2 separate regions of the Mus musculus genome follow, and region 1 is linked to region 2. A link is a contact called in public HiChIP or PLAC-seq data. All regions are on one chromosome and are shown on one strand. The core of a region is the stretch at or near the end of the contact, and the rest is flanking DNA. Distances in the headings are between cores, read along the strand shown. Region 1 has its middle 35 kb from the start of Gm36464. Region 2 overlaps Tshz3 (teashirt zinc finger family member 3).

Region 1 (4,455 bases), core at 265-2,764, 260 kb after region 2:
TCATGGACAGGCCCTGTCATTGACTTCTCTCCTACGAGGTCAGCTCCCAGGATCCATTGTAGCTTGGCAAATGAGCCCTGGTGGATTCTCTGCTGGCAGCCACCGCACTGGATTATAGATGCTCAAGGGTGCCAGGCCATAAACTGGTTAAAATACATGGGCCATCATTAGTTCAAGAGTTCCCTCCTATTTTCCAGGAGAGTGCAGCATGCCAGAGGGCTGGCTTGCTGGTTGAATTTGGGTGGTCCATGGATTTAGCCCTCCACTTATTTATCCAAACACATTATCTATCCACCAATCTACATACGCATGCATGCATGCATCCAAACTCATCTATACACTTATCATCCAACTACAGACACACACACACACACACACACACACACCCATCCATCTAAACACTCATTCATCAGTCCATGTACATACACATATCCATACATACATACATACATGCACCACCACCACCCCATCTTTCTATTCAAACACACATACACCGTATTCCATACCCACCAGTCCATCCAAACACTCATCCATCCATCCATCCATTAATCCATTTCATCTAAACATAGATCCATCTACCTATTTATTTAAACATACATTGATCCACCAATAGATATTTATCCATGCACCCATTCTCCTTTTCCCCCATGGTGTAAGAGAGTGGGTGATTTATAATGAAGCCTATATTATATGCAATATATCATGAAGGCTTCATACAAGTTAACCAGGCAACCTTGCAATGAGGAGGCCACAGCTCATTAGGAGGGGTGACTATGTTATGAGGACCAAGAGAAACGAACAACATCAGGATAAGACTAAAGAGGAAGGCAAAGATCAGGAAGATGGAGGGAGACAGTGATCAGAAGAAGTGAGACTACCGTTGGGGAATGACTCTCGTCCAACCAATGTGTCTTGAGCATCCACTGGGCCTAGGCCCGAAGATGGAGATGGGCACAGCATCTGTTCAAGAGGCCTGGATCTCACTTGATCCCATAGAGTAGTTGCTAAGTGGGTGCTCCAATTCTTGGGTAATGCTTCTATCTCTAGGGAGGAGTTCCACCCATCTGACACCCAGTAATTTAGGGGAAGCAAGGATAGAGCTTAAAGCAACAGGGAGCTGAGGAAGGGGCGCATTAGAAAATGTTGCCCCTAAACCCAATGAGCCTTTTCACCCAACAGAAGTTAGTCCCCAATCTCTATGGGCTTCCGCAGCTGGCTTCTTTGCATTTCTGTTCATCATCACAGCCTGCCTTTTCTCCCTCCCTTCTCAACTAGATTAGTCTCTCATCAAAGGTCTGGAGGTGGGGGCTGGGGGGGGGAGAGCATTTATGCAGATCAGTCTACATTCGGGCATCAGTGGTTAACCCGGTAATATACACTTCTATTACCCTCCCTGGAATCCTTGGGGGATCAATGTATGGGTTTAACTACCACACACCGACAAAACATAGCTGGGCGGCGTTGCCTTCGAGCAAGCACTGGAGCCTGTGTATATGTTTCTCTCATTATTTGGATGTGCGTTTGAGTGTTATGATCAGTGATTCAGGGCACATGATTCATCAGGAAGACGTTTGCTCGGCAGACATGTGAGGAGCTGTCTGCCTCTTCAATCTCACTGACAGGGCAAAAATGCTGATTTATAGTAAATCATTAAAATCTGCTTATTACGGCGCGGCTTGTTCTTCTTCTCCAGTTGGAGCCTGCAACTTGATCTGCAGCATGTCTCTCACAATTTTATACTACAGCAAGCAGTTATTTGAACAAGAGAGGAACACTCTTTAGTCTTTATTAGTGCCTATGAAAGGATATTTTGTTTAAAGAAGACTAATTAAGAATGCAGACGATTTGCTTGCTCAGTTTAGGGGGGAAAAATAAAGATTTAAAACGTCTAAGAGGAACAAAGAGTTACTGTACTATAACAATACTCCAAAATGAGATTGGGTGCATATTTTAAATAGGCCTGAAATAGCAGTTCCTATGGTGCTGGTGTGTTTGGGTGGTAAAGGGCAGGGAGTGGTCATCTGAGAGGCAGGATCAGAGGAAGGGCCTGAAGGTCTCACATATAAAATAAAAACCGGGGGAAAGGACAGAGCCATTGTTAGGTTCAAGGCCAGTATTGTGACTGTCGGCCTGTGGCTTTAATGACCACCTGGGAAGTGTTATATTTTGAATAGAGAATTTCAGATTTGGTGGCAGCCTTCGAGGGGAGTGTGTCACGTGCTAGGTAAACAAAGAAATAACACAAAGAGGTCTATATTTTGTATGTGTTACTTACAGTATAAAAAAAAAATTAATTTGATGCCTGGGGACAGAAATCCTTGCCACTGAATTACAAAGAAGTGAATAAACGGGCTCAAAATGAATCCATCCAGATCTGTCCCCTTAATAAGACTAATTCCAGAGAACAAAGCACAGCATAATGCATTTTAAATTAAGTTGGAAAATGCATAATTTATATTTGTTTTATTTCTTCATATTTTAACACAGGTGAGTTGCGGAATGCTAAGGACCATGGAAGGGCACGCTCAGTCCACTGTTCTTCACTTAAAAAAAAATGAAAGAAAGAAAGAAAAGAAAAGAAAAGAAAAGAAAAGAAAAGAAAAGAAAAGAAAAGAAAAGAAACCAAAAGGACTACTCCTGGTTCCGGCAGCAAGGGCCGAATAGGACAAGAAAGACAAGCATGGCAAGGAGATCATGTGTGTGGATAAAATCCATTCCCAGGTCTCCTCATACCTAACGCGACACTCAAAACCATAAAAATAAAAATAATAAAAAAAATTTAAAAGCACAAGGAATTAATGGGGCTAAAAACCATGCTTGCTTTTTTTCTCACGTTGGAGAAATCCCTGAACCCTGGTCCTGCATACCCAGCCGAAGGAAGACCCATGGCGAGGCTGTTGCTTCCAGTGCAGGGAAGGAGGGGCTTCCATCTACACACAATTTTTTTTGAGGGATGTGTGAGAAACAAATGTTCTTCTCCCCATCCTGAAATGTCTCCCACTGCCTTCAACCTCTTTCTCCTGCCCCCTTCCTCCCACCCCAGTTGACCCCACATCCTTCTTTCATGGCTCTTACACACAACCATGGTTTTGAGTGGAGTTTCACTTGCTCTTCAGTTTTAGCTTAGCTCCTCTTTTGTTTCCAAGGCCTAGGTCACGAGGAGTACCTGGATGAAGATGGAGCCACACCCGCTTAGGCACCTGCTTAGGAACCTGTTTAGGAGGAGCCATGGAACATCTACTGGGCCACAGCTGCTCAGCTGACTGGCCCAGTCTTCCAAGGCAGGGGAGTGTCAGTCTGCTGTCAGAATAGTGGACCCGATAAAGGTCTCGAACATTTCTGTTTCTGTGTGGAAGCCTGGCTCACATCCATCTTAACTTGTATTTGTCATGGTCCTGCATCATGGCTTTAAAACTTGAACAACAAGCAGGCCCACTCTGAAGCTCACATGTGAACAGGCCTCTATAAGCACCTGGTAAGTCTCAGTTCTAAACACTGTAGAATTGATCTGTCTTTATGAAACAGGACCAGTGTAGCCATAGGACACGGGCCATTAACTCATTGGTGACCATTCAGAAGGCATCACGGTGATATTTTAGCAAGCCTTTTGGACCTTGGCTCCTGTGTCCTATCCCTGGCAAACAGGTAGATGAGCATTCTCTTACACAGGCATCCAGAAGAGGTGTTAGCTGCAGCCTGAATATAAAACATCCTGACATGATCCGGTATCAGAGTGCTGGGTCCTAGCTGACAGCCCTATTGCAGGACATGATGGAGAGTTTAGACAATCAGATGTAGCTGGGGAAAGTAAGTCGCTCAGGGGAAGGTCTTTTTTGGGTTCTAACTCAGTCCCTTCTCCTTGTGCGTCCTCTGTGTGTGCTGAGGGAAAGCATCTCTTCTTGCAGAAACACCACATTCTGCCAAAGCACAACGGCTCAAACAACCATGAAATTGAGCCCTCCAAAACTGTGAGCCCAAACCAATCTTTCCTGTGTAAGTAGTTTTGATCAAGAAACAGAAACAACTTGCCCAGTGTGGTTTGAGGCACTGTTACTGGGACAAAGGGTCCTCCCTCCCCCTAAACTCTTGCAGAAATGTTATCCCCCAGGTCTTAAGAAGGTAGAAGCATAAGCTGCCCATGGTATGTAGAGTCATACCTTTGGGTAGTGAGACCCAGGGAGTGAGACTTTGGTCAAATGGAGACCCAGGGATGACTCCTCATGACTTTATAAGAACAGGGAGAAAGACCACCCAGACGGAGACTCCCAAATTTCATAAATCTTGCCATATTTTGCTCCTTAAGCTCTGCCAGCAAGAAAATGGTCATGACAAAGGCCCTGACACCCCCAGTTCCATGAATCCCAAATAACCTATTTTCTTTATAAAGTAGCTTGCCTCCAGTTCTTTCATTATAGTAATGGCAAAGCTGACTAATACAAGTGCTGACTTCTAACA
Region 2 (4,935 bases), core at 1,623-4,122:
ATAATTCACCTCCAGAAGTGAAAAGTCGAAAGCCTCGGTAGAGGTTCACAACCATTAGTCGCCGTTTCGTTGGCATCGTTTAAAAACTATTTTCCTGCGTATACTGTGTGAGTTTCTAGGAGCCTGGTGCATACCCTGAGACCCAAATCAGAGGTGCCACAGCCCTGGCTGCATTCAGCAGACGTGTGCGTGTGTGCATGTGTGAAAACTGCAGGGTATGCCTGTTGCCAGGTCTCGCCTCCTTCCCCGCACCCTGGAAGATGCTCATTGTAGTTTCTTGATACTTAAGCTCTGCCTGCATAAGGTGCAGCAGGCACCTGGTACCTTCATCTGGGCAGTGAGAAATGACCATCGTTTCTTCCTTCTTGCTCCGAGCTTAGGTGACCAAACCAAGAAGTAATTAGACAATTAGTGGTGACAAAGATGGGTCTGTTCTTCCTTCCTTAGTTTTATTTTAGTCCGGTGTGGTGTCTGCATCTTAATAAGATTCCCATTTATGTTGTGGTAGATGGGCCCACCAACCCTACGAGCCTTTTTGGATTTAATGACAAAGCAGGGCCACTGGCTTATCCAAAAATGTGGTGTCTGGAAGTTTAAATGTAGACACACACATAGTTCTTACAAGAAGTGGATCCTCCAGTCTCAGGCTGAGATTGGTGAGACGTGTTTGGAAGCCACTGCATTTAGGTGACAACTGAAATAAAGGTTTTGAAAGGATATACAGAAAGTTGACACATCTGAAGCCTGCCTCTTCAGGGCTGTCTCCTGTGACTGTGGTTGCAGATAATTCTTTATTCTTATTTGGTAATACGCACACCGTTTAAATGGTATGGCAGTTAATCGTGATTGTTTTAAAATATAATTTCATAGATGGAGCTTTTGTATACCAGGTAGGCCTGACTTCTTATCATAAAAAATAAACTCTACAAGTTCCTCTTTTATTTGTTATTGGATATAAAATAAGGCAGTTTCCACTAATAAAAGAGGGACCCGTTATTGGTGATTTTACTGAGACATTGTGTTTCAATACTGGTGTTTCAATACTGGCTAGTCGTGCAAAGGAACCTTGTCTATGTAAAGGTGCAATGCCCTACAGGTTGAGCTACTTAGACAGGACCCGGGTCTCAGGAGCTAGATGGTTCTGCAACCTTTCCACATGAGGAGTTGACCCTCAAGGGCTACCTTGGCCAGGTGGAGGTGATCACATGGCCCTCTTTCCACTTCTGATGTTATTCAAACACATTTGGGTTCTCCCAGAACACAGACTCAAAGCAGCTGCTAGTGCTACTGACTGTAGGCCCCTGGACTGAGCGAGTTAACTGCTCATTGAATTTATTCCTCCCACTTCTCAGCAAGGTATGCTGGGATTGAATGGGTCCTCCACTCAGGGGTTCTGTCTGAGGGCCTAGCAAAAGTTCTCTTTCTTTTGACAGAGTTTATAGCGATGTTTTCTTAATTATTCTTGATGTTTTGCCCATTATACCATTAGCTTCTTCAGAGGACAGAGATAAATAGCTGGTATCCACAAGAACAAAGTGTGAACTGAATGCATTTAATTATTGATAGCTCGGTAGCTAAAGGTTCTGAAATGATGTTGTCAAATGCCTTGGTGAGTCGACAGCAGATGTGTTGGTCTGCACGCACAACTAGAGATGGGGCACCAGTAAAACTCAGGGAAGGAACGCCATTAAGCAAATAACGGACTCTAGCCGTTCATTTTCCTTAATTTGTTTCCCAGTATGATTGGTTTCGTTCTCTGTGTTAGATTTTGAGGCTTAGGAGGTTTGCAGGTTTTTGTTTCTCTGCTTTTAAAATACATGACCATGTATTGATTGCATGCATATTGTCAAACTATTGTTTTTAAGTAAACTCACTGACCCACTTTCATTTCTACTGCTTCTTATATATGTGTACACGTGTGTGCATTAAGTATGTATACGGCTTTGTTGAAGTCGGTGTTTTCACAATCTTAGTCCTAAAATGGGAATTTGAAAGCCACTGGCTTTATGCTCATGTTTCCAAACAGGAAGAAGCCACACGCTCACGAGTTCCCTTCTCCCTCCTCATTAGCGACCAAATTCGTCTTTATGCACATGCAAGTAAGGACTTCCCGTGTTTATCCTGACGTGTCGACAGAACTCGTCACATTTTCAATTATCTCACTTCTTCATTTTGCTTTCTCTCCCAAATGTGGGCTATGGTTCCCACGGTGGAAAACACAATGGAAATACCTCGCCATCCTCTGGCGTGAGTAGAAAGCTGGTGGGTTTCGCCCCTAGGAAGTATAGTTACAGATCTGAAAGAATTTTACTAACACGTGTCAAATGGTTACTGTGGACCCATTTTCCCCATCTTGAGTATTTGACTAGTGGCATCATTCACCGAGACGCTTAATTATATTTTTTTCTAATGGCTTTGGACTCTTGACATTGAAGAAGAGGAGGAGGAAGAAGAGGAAAGGAGAAGAGGAGGAGGAGGAGGAAGAGGAAGAAAAAGCCGAGAGCTATAGCACCAGAGCTTAGGCAAGGAACGCCCCCTGCTAACACCAGGCATACCCTCCAGGTTACCTTCTGTATGTATCGAACATACAGCCAGCCCATGCTGCTCGCCTGGACTGTCATGTTTCCCTGCCTGTGCTGACTGGTCCATATTAGTAAGATGTCCTTTGGAACTTAGGGCTGTGTGAGAGTCTGGAAGGATTTTTTTTTTAAACTTGAGTAACTGTTTACAGTGAGAGAGTCAAAGATGCAGGCACTCCTACAGCAGAGCTACGAGTGCTGGCTGAAGCCGTCTTTCCTAATGCAGCCCGTGTTCTCCCATCTCCCTAACAGCAACAAACCCGCTGCTTCCCCAGCCTCCCTGGAAATTAAATAACTAGCCTGTGTGGGAGGCACACACTCCACGGCTTGCTGGGCTACGTCAGAGAGGTCAGCCCCGCCCTTGATGCGGCAGCTCAGAACATCTGTGCATCCCTAGCTGTACACACACACACACACACACACACACACACACCAGGCTTGTTTGTACATAGGTCTTCTCTATAGCAGCTACATATATAAGGCCCTGAACAGTTTGACAGTCGTTTCCCCTTATGTGAAACTAAATGCATTTTAATTTTTTTTTAATTATAAAGGTAGTAATTCGTATGATAGAAAATCTAAATAAGTTCGAGGACACTTAATTAATGGAGAAATCTTCGTTCAACCCCAGTTCTATGTGTCCCTCCTTAGGGATGTTAGCAGTTTGTGGCACACCCTTCTGAAGACATAAGCATGCAGATATGTTCTGTTTTGTACCTTTCTCTTATATATATATATATATATATATATATATATATATATACATATACATATATATATATATACACACACACATACATATATATACTTACCATTTATTTTTACACATATAAAGTTACAACTCACGGGCAGGATGTATGGACAGATGTGTAAGTGATATAGCAAATGAAGTGAAATGTGGAATTTGGGGTCTGTGTAGTGAGTCCATTGATCAGCTTTCAACTTTGCTATGTGTATTTGGTTTCATGATAAAATAGGGAATATATTGTTATCGTCCTATCTGAATTATATTATGTATAATATGTATGGTGTAGAGCTGTCTCTTGCTTTTTAATGGTGGCATATTACTCCCGTGTATGAGATCTCTCCTATGTATGCGATTACTCCTATGTATAGGGTGTTTTGTTGCTGTTATTTTGTTTTTTGCTTGTTTGTTTTTTTGTTGGTTTTAATTTTTTCGTTATTTATTTATTTATTGTTTTAAAAGCATGTTGCTTTTCTATTTATTTTTTAAAGTCATGGTCTCACTATGTAGCACTGGCTTGCCAGGACCTCACTATGGCTGCATGAGTTGTTTCTTTGTTTTGTTTTGTTTTGTTTTGTTTTGTTTTGTTTTGTTTTGTTTTTGAATGTTTTAAGACAGGGTCTCATTATACAGCCCACAACTGATTTCGAACCCACCATTCTCTTGCCTCAGCGCCTAGAATTCCAGAGACTCTAGGCATGTGCCACCAGGCCCAGTGCATCGAGTAACTCTATCAATAAACATTTGAGTTACGTCACCATAGAGAAGGCCCTTCTTTGTGAGACAGAACACTACAGACAAAATTGTTAGCAGAGATTAGTTTAGCTCCTGAAAGAATGTATTCAAAACTATTGCTTCCCATCACCGCCTGCTTGTGTGTTCCTGGAGCCCCCCAATCCACAGCTTAGTTTAGGATTGCAGTCAGAGACCCCCCCTCCTAGGGCTCAATATGGGCTCAGCACATCGTCATACGTTTCAAAGGTGTGTGTATGTGTATATGTGCATATGTGTGTGTGTGTGGGGGAGGGGTTGGATGTGAAGTTTGAATGTCCTTATTAACTTTAGAAGTCCTTGGGTTTGTTTGTTTGTTTGTTTGTTTACATTTCTGGGTGACTACAGATGGGTTTAAGTTCACTGTCTGTGACACAGATGGTCTCATTTGACGGACAAGAAAAGATCAAGAGTGGGAAAGACACCAGTGTAAGTTGTCATGGTGCTCCTCCCACCTTGGCTTGAAACCTTGGCATGATCCTCTGGGGCTGGACCATGGTAGGCTTCTCCACTGGCCTCCCCATTACCTGAGGGTGCTTAGAAAGCCAGGCTGCCGAGACAGCCAGGTGAGTTCCTGCCGAGTACTGCAGAGGTGGCTGTCTCCAGCCAGGAGCTTCTCAGAAAACGACCGTGGAATGCTGCAAAAGTCCTTTTGGGTTTTGGCTGAATAATATTTAAGGGTTTTGAAAGAGTGACTTAATTGTGTTTTTATGTAATTGATGGCGTTCTAGTAAAATGTATCGAGACACGGTATCAGCGTTTCTCTAACTGTTCCTTGGAGAAAAATCTCTGCTCATATGAAAATGGTTCCTTCACTTTCCACTCATGGAATTGTGAAAA

Evidence for each region. HiChIP or PLAC-seq counts read pairs in DNA pulled down with a chosen protein or histone mark.
Region 1: a contact with region 2 is called in an H3K27ac HiChIP or PLAC-seq map of SST interneurons, with 4 times the contacts expected there. The contact joins two enhancer-like sites. A contact is called at or near these places in 1 of 39 promoter capture datasets (hippocampal neurons), 7 of 484 Hi-C or Micro-C datasets (adipose-derived mesenchymal stem cells, cerebral cortex, cortical neurons and 4 more), 3 of 115 datasets of contacts at active chromatin or transcription factors (SST interneurons, embryonic basal ganglia and neural tube) and 2 of 9 other capture datasets (embryonic tail and embryonic trunk).

The regions. Positions count from the first base shown.
Region 1 is chr7:36,976,472-36,980,926 of GRCm38.p6, forward strand. No RefSeq gene overlaps it. Among named protein-coding and RNA genes, the nearest start is that of Gm36464, 35 kb to the left of the region's middle. Within about 2 kb of position 1,515, at least 5 of the 459 cell types and tissues checked have an H3K27ac peak or open chromatin away from gene starts, as enhancers often do. A contact at or near this core is called in SST interneurons, where this site is marked.
Region 2 is chr7:36,718,144-36,723,078 of GRCm38.p6, forward strand. All of the region lies in intron 1 of Tshz3 (teashirt zinc finger family member 3), which reads left to right. Among named protein-coding and RNA genes, the nearest start is that of Gm36722, 22 kb to the left of the region's middle. Within about 2 kb of position 2,873, at least 17 of the 459 cell types and tissues checked have an H3K27ac peak or open chromatin away from gene starts, as enhancers often do. A contact at or near this core is called in SST interneurons, where this site is marked.